Regions from separate parts of the Gossypium hirsutum genome. Here region 1 is linked to region 2. The links are chromatin contacts, called in public Hi-C maps. All regions are on one chromosome and are shown on one strand. The core of a region is the stretch at or near the end of the contact, and the rest is flanking DNA. Distances in the headings are between cores, read along the strand shown.

Region 1 (3,119 bases), core at 129-2,628, 170 kb after region 2:
ATGATCCAGGATTGAAATGCAATAAAGATATATACTATGGGCAATAAAAACACAAAATAATGGACTTAAGCTCCCTCTCCACCGACAGCTACAAAACACACATATCCATTGCTGATTTTTCATGAATGTAGCATGTGATTAAGGTTTTATTTGAATAAAAAAAAACTCAAACAAAAAAATGCTACACATATACCACAAAATGTGATATAACTTATAATATACATCACTAAGTACAATAAAGTTTTTCTCCACTCCATTGAAGACTGAACTTCAGGTGTTACTCCCTGCAATAGGGAAACAATTTGTAATTTTTTTTATAGAAAGGGTGTAAGCAATGCAAAAGAACCACTAATTTATTGTCCTCTTAAAAAAGGGGTCCAGCGATATATATCTATACGCACATATAATTTATTATCAAATGACCAAAAAAACCCACAAAAAATAAAAAAGAGAAAGAAAATAGCTCCAGCCATAGAAGGGGAAAAATTAGAGAATATGGAAGTTCACATCTATACACTCAAATCTTCCTTTTGGTTACAATTATTTTCAATACAAGCCTATACGTTTTCTCATACTTACACCCCAAATCAAGATAAAATGTTCTAATCTGTGCTATTTTAAAGTCAACTATCGATCAAACAGTTAACCAAATTTAAAAAAAAATGTCACAAAACGAAGCATTTTTACATTGTTAAGCCTTTCTCTTTTTCAAAATCAACCCTGTCGATAAAACCCTAATCAGATCAAAACCCCCTCCCAAAAAAAAAGAAAGAAAACCCTACAAATTAAAAAAAAAATAGCAACAATATATACCGTGGAAGAGCTGGTGGTACTGGTACCGAGTGCAGCTTCGGCGTGGCTACCATTTGACGATTCCTGGTTCCCGTAGTCCTCATACGAGCAAAGAATATCATCGGACCCAAAATCGAACCCTTTGGAACCACTCGAGTTGCCCCGACCCGATAACCCAGATGCCATATTCTCCTGAAAAAGAAAAACTGAAAACTTTCCACAGATCGAAACAGTAAAATTAGTGTTTCTCGGAAGAGGGAAATAAAATCAAGATTTTTGCACCCTTTATTTATACCCCGTAAACAGAAAAGGATAGAAAAAAGAAAAAAACAAAGATTGGGATTGAAGCTTGAACTAACTTGTATAGAAAGGAAAGAAAAAGGAAGGAAATTTCTTTGAAGGATGAGTTGAATTTGATGTAAAGGGTGGAAGAGTTGAGAAAACGTTTTAAAAATGGGTGATTTTGGGCTTTGATAAAAGGTGGAGGATGATGATATGATCCTTCCTTTTGTTTCCACATTTATTATTTGGATCTCGCGCCTTTCAACACGCGTATATAAATATATTACCTAAACCATAATTATTTTATAATATATTATTAAATTGTTGAAACACGAATGATATCCAAATATATGATTACCCCTTTTTGTTTTCTTTTTCTATTGTCAACAGTCATTCTTATCTCATATTATCTTTTGGAATTGTCTTATATGATGATGCTTCATTAGCTATTTGTTTTTTATTTTTTCTATTTATTTCTCATATTATAAATTAATTTTTTTCTTTCTAGTCTTGCTTCCTACTCCAACGACTATTACTCACCAAACGAATTAAGAATTTCATGTATATATCATATATATATCTATTATTGAGACAAAAACAAAAAGGAGAAAATGACAGATTAGATGGTGAAGAAAATGTGATCATGTCAAGAGTCGATTTTACATAGGCAGTTCAACAGAGTTTTGGCATAAAGATATGGTTCTGCCTCTAATGATGATGGAGGAATATTTATGCAAGGATAGTCACAACTACTTTTAAAATTTGTTATTTGATAAAGGCCAAGATAATCTTTTAGTAAAACAACAATTAGATTGATGAATCTTGTGATCATATAAAGATTAGACTTGAATAGATTTGATAAAATTACACATTTATCATACATAACAGAAGCTCGGCACCTACCTTTGCAAAATGTATAAAAAAATTCTACATGTTAAGCATGTCATTAGTAAATGAGGTCCATGATTTAGTGAAATAAATACCACGAAGGTTGAGCTGATGTATACCAGTTGCTTAAAACCTTTTCCATTTGATTGGTAACTCCATATGTCGCACTTCTTTTTGTTTTTGTGTCTGATGTGGGTCTCGTTTCATTTTTTCCAGACTAATCAAGTAATCATTTAGTTGAAAAGATTTGTTGTGTGGCCTTTTAACATATGTGTCACTAGTAAGTTGACGTATTTGTATTTGGAAGAGCTGAGGTTGATTTTTATTTGCGACAGCAAACATCTTGACTACCAAACCAAATTAAAGCTAGGAAATTGAGAAATTAGAACCCGGTGCACCTTTATACATTTGCTTAGTGCATCATGCCTACAACTAAACCATAACGACAAGCACTTTTGCCTATATTGCAGGGGATTCATGATTGGCAACCATTCAACTAATCCCAGATCAGGTAGTTCCTTGATAGAATCAATTAATAGAGATAATGTAGAAAGACTTGAAACTGAAGATGGTAGGGGCCGCGCGAACGCAGGCTCCCGCTGCCACAAATTATGACGTAGGCTCTCCCACTTGGGGAGACCTTAAAGCAGCACCCCTCCCAAGTGCAATGGAGGTCACTACCCTAGGCCATGAACCTTATTGATCGCTCATTGACCCCGTCCAGGTAAGTATGTTCATCAGTTGCATCTTGATTCATATTTATAAAGTTCAGCGCTTTGTAAACTCTATTCAATTGTCGATGTGGGATTGCCTGCCAATCGCTTTTCATTAAGAAATCAAGGTAGAAAAGAAAAACGGGGGAGAAGGACAAAAAACGACAGTGTTTCCATGAAATTGGTAACAAAATAGCTAACATATATTTTAAACAAAAAAGATGGTAAATAAATCCTTTAAAAAGCAGGATCTACTTAATATAATAGTTTTCCTCTGCTTTAATTATTGAAAATGCACTATAAGCATACATAAAATATTTGAGCAAACTAATTTGAATGTTATTCAATAAATATTTATATTTAATTAAAAATATACAAAATTTAATATATTACTATACATACATTTCATTCCAAGTTCATGGATATATTTTGTAAGGTTAAAGT
Region 2 (2,974 bases), core at 471-2,970:
GGCTCGGAAAACTTGATTCCAGGAAGAGATGCAAGTCCCACAAGATCATGTTCCATATATTCGAAAACAAGGTATAAGCTGCATGACGTATGGGATGTGATCAAGCCTTCCAATTTTATAACATTTGGATGATTGAGTCTTCGTAAGAGATTAATCTCCCTTGCCATAAACTTCACACTCTCAGGGTCATGATTATCAAACCGCACTTTTTTCAAAGCCACGAGTTTATTATGAACGACATCACGTGCCTTGTACACACTACTATAAGTTCCTTGGCCAATCTGCAAGAATGAACTACTATCATACAAAAAAACCAAATGAAGGAAAATGAGAATATCAACATGGGAAATGGAATTCATATATTAAGATGAGTTTCTCTGACAAACTAAATCACTATGGACCCTCCTCCATAATACAATATCTTCAAAGACATGTCTTGATAAAAAGGGCCAACTATCAGACTAGATCTTCTTCATTGTTCACCAAAAAACAAAAGGGCCTTTGCTTGTTGGAACTAATTACTCAGGTCAAATTGAATATTCAACTAGGCAAGCTAATGAGAAAATGTAAAGCATCATTAGCCAGTTGTTCATTAGACATGATGAACATGGATCAAGATTCAAAAAAAAAAAAAGAGTAAAAAGAGGATCAAAACCTACTTTATCCAACTTTTCGAAGGTGTTGGCCCGTCGGGGTATCCATCCCTTGAGAGCATCACTAGCCACAGCAACAAGCCAAGAAGGCCACCCTGCTGCAACCTGTTCACCTTTTATACTATTCAACACCCTTCCTGAACCAGGATGAAGATGATGATGACCAACAGTAATTGTATTTGCAACCTCACAGTTCTCCACCTTATTAATTGTCTCAATCACCTCGAACTTATCAATAATCCTCTCCTTCTCAGCTCGATCATTATAACAATAACGATTGGAACCACTGGTTTTTTTATCAATCAACAACACTTTCACATCACCACCATCGTATTTATCCTTTGATCCAACACTATCCTCTCTTCTTGACGAATCGGCTCGTGGAACAAGCTTATCCAACGACCCTTTTCGCCTCAGCTTCTCTTTGTGATTCTCACGACTATCTTCGACAGCCGCAGACTTGGAACTCATACAACCCATGTTTCTATATGTACAGAAATTACAATCGCCTAAACAACAAATAACCTACTTTAACAATAAAATTTGCTAACTCTAAGAGAAATCCAATCCATCAAATACACCCAAAGTTGAAGAATTTTGGACTGCAAGACCGACACCAATCGAAAAGCTTTTATCTTTCAATCCTTTTTGAACAATTCAAAGTCACCCACCAAGACCCAAATTTTTCCAAATCAGAGTATCCCACAAGTAAACGTCAATATCGGGGCATCAGAAAACAGAGAAAGAAACAATAAAAAAGAAAACCAGAAGAAATTCAAAGCAACTGACAATCTGGGAAACAAATGAAATAGAGAAACTTTAACTAATCGCGAAGGAAACTATTATTGCTGGTCTTGGATTTTTTATTTTTTATTTTTTTTGGGGGGGGGGGAATAAACGCGTAGGCACAAACGTGTTAAGAAAGTAGATTTTGGATTCAACAAAGGAAAAACAAAAAAAAGGAAAGGAGGTTTTTTTTTTTTTTTTGCCTTTGGGTGGGCTGAAGTGGAGGGGTGTTTGAATGAATGTTGCATTGTTGCATTTAACGCGTTAAGATTTGACAACTATACTGTGTATGTCTGGTTTTTTTTTTTTCTTATTTAATAATAATAATAATGTATTAGGGCAGGCCTAGGCCTACCACTAATTTATTCACACTCGAAACCATTTTTGACCTTGTGAAATATCCCAATATCCGTGATTCTCTTTATATTTCTCTTTATTTCGGCCTTTGGGTAGTTCCCATTTTCCTTTTATTTTAACCCTAACTCTTGTTTGTAAACGATTAGAATATCTCAAATTGTTTTCTTTAAGTTATTTATTATATGTAACCCTTTGGTTATGAGATCTCATAAAAATAATTATGTTAATCCAATTCTTTTGAAAATAATCTTTTTTAATAATTGTATAAACATAAAGATCAGATCACGACATTACATCTTAAATATTTAACACGTAAATTATCATTTAACTTATAATAAAACTCAATAAGCTCAAAATTATTTAGACAATTCTAGGACTGCATGACAAGACTTCAATCACATCCATACACCTTAACTCAGCTACCACTTCTACTTACCATCTAGACGCATTGGGACACCCATACCCATATTAAACCCATAAGCTATTCACTTATTTACCAAAACTGTACTAAACCCCTCTTAGTCTCTCCACTCCACTACTCTCTCACCTAAACCACTCTAAATGGCTCTTCACACCCTCTTGTGTAGGGAAGGCAACAGGTCGAGATTAGGTGAATTTTTGCCTGCACCAATTTCAATTCAAAGGTTGATGAATCCGCCTCATTCTTTTAAAAAATATTTTACCCCAAACCTGACTCAAAAATTAATAGAAGACCCGACCCAACTCGACTTAAATTTAATTTAATTATTTTATTTTATTTTATTTTATTTTAAAGTAAGTAAGATTAATTTTTTAAGTTTAGACTTAAAAATTAATATATATTTTTTATTTATATATTTATTTATTAAAAATAAAAACTTAATATATGTATATATAAAGGCATTTTTATAAATATCCCAAAATAAGATAGAGTGGATTTCCCTCAAAACTTGACATAATTTTTTTTTCTAATTTCACTCGACTTAACTCACTCTGCATCTAATTTTTCAAAAAAAAAATTCTATTCCTAACAAATTAGGTTGAGTCGAAATCCATCAAATTCAAATTTTTTTGCCACCCTTACTCTTGTATACCCACAACTATCAACACCAAATCATGTATCAACATTATTTTATATTAATAGATTTTATGAATAAAGAAAATGTTAAAATGTTAGTATAATTTTAAATATATATTAA

What was found. Hi-C and Micro-C count contacts between places; a contact is called where the count stands out from the background.
Region 1: a contact with region 2 is called in a Hi-C map of leaf, with 1.7 times the contacts expected there. The contact joins the promoter of LOC121228212 here to the promoter of LOC107943755 in region 2. A contact is called at or near these places in 2 of 34 Hi-C or Micro-C datasets (hypocotyl and leaf).

The regions. Positions count from the first base shown.
Region 1 is chrA04:81,977,974-81,981,092 of Gossypium_hirsutum_v2.1, forward strand. LOC121228212 (leucine-rich repeat extensin-like protein 5) reads right to left here and starts at 1,379. Exons shown (of 3, transcript XM_041111515.1): 1 at 814-1,379. The coding sequence starts at 978. LOC121228431 (U1 spliceosomal RNA) reads right to left here and starts at 2,694; the gene lies at 2,534-2,694.
Region 2 is chrA04:81,811,436-81,814,409 of Gossypium_hirsutum_v2.1, forward strand. It overlaps LOC107943755 (probable serine/threonine-protein kinase At1g54610), which reads right to left and starts at 1,721. Exons shown (of 8, transcript XM_016877548.2): 1 at 660-1,721; 2 at 1-297. The coding sequence starts at 715.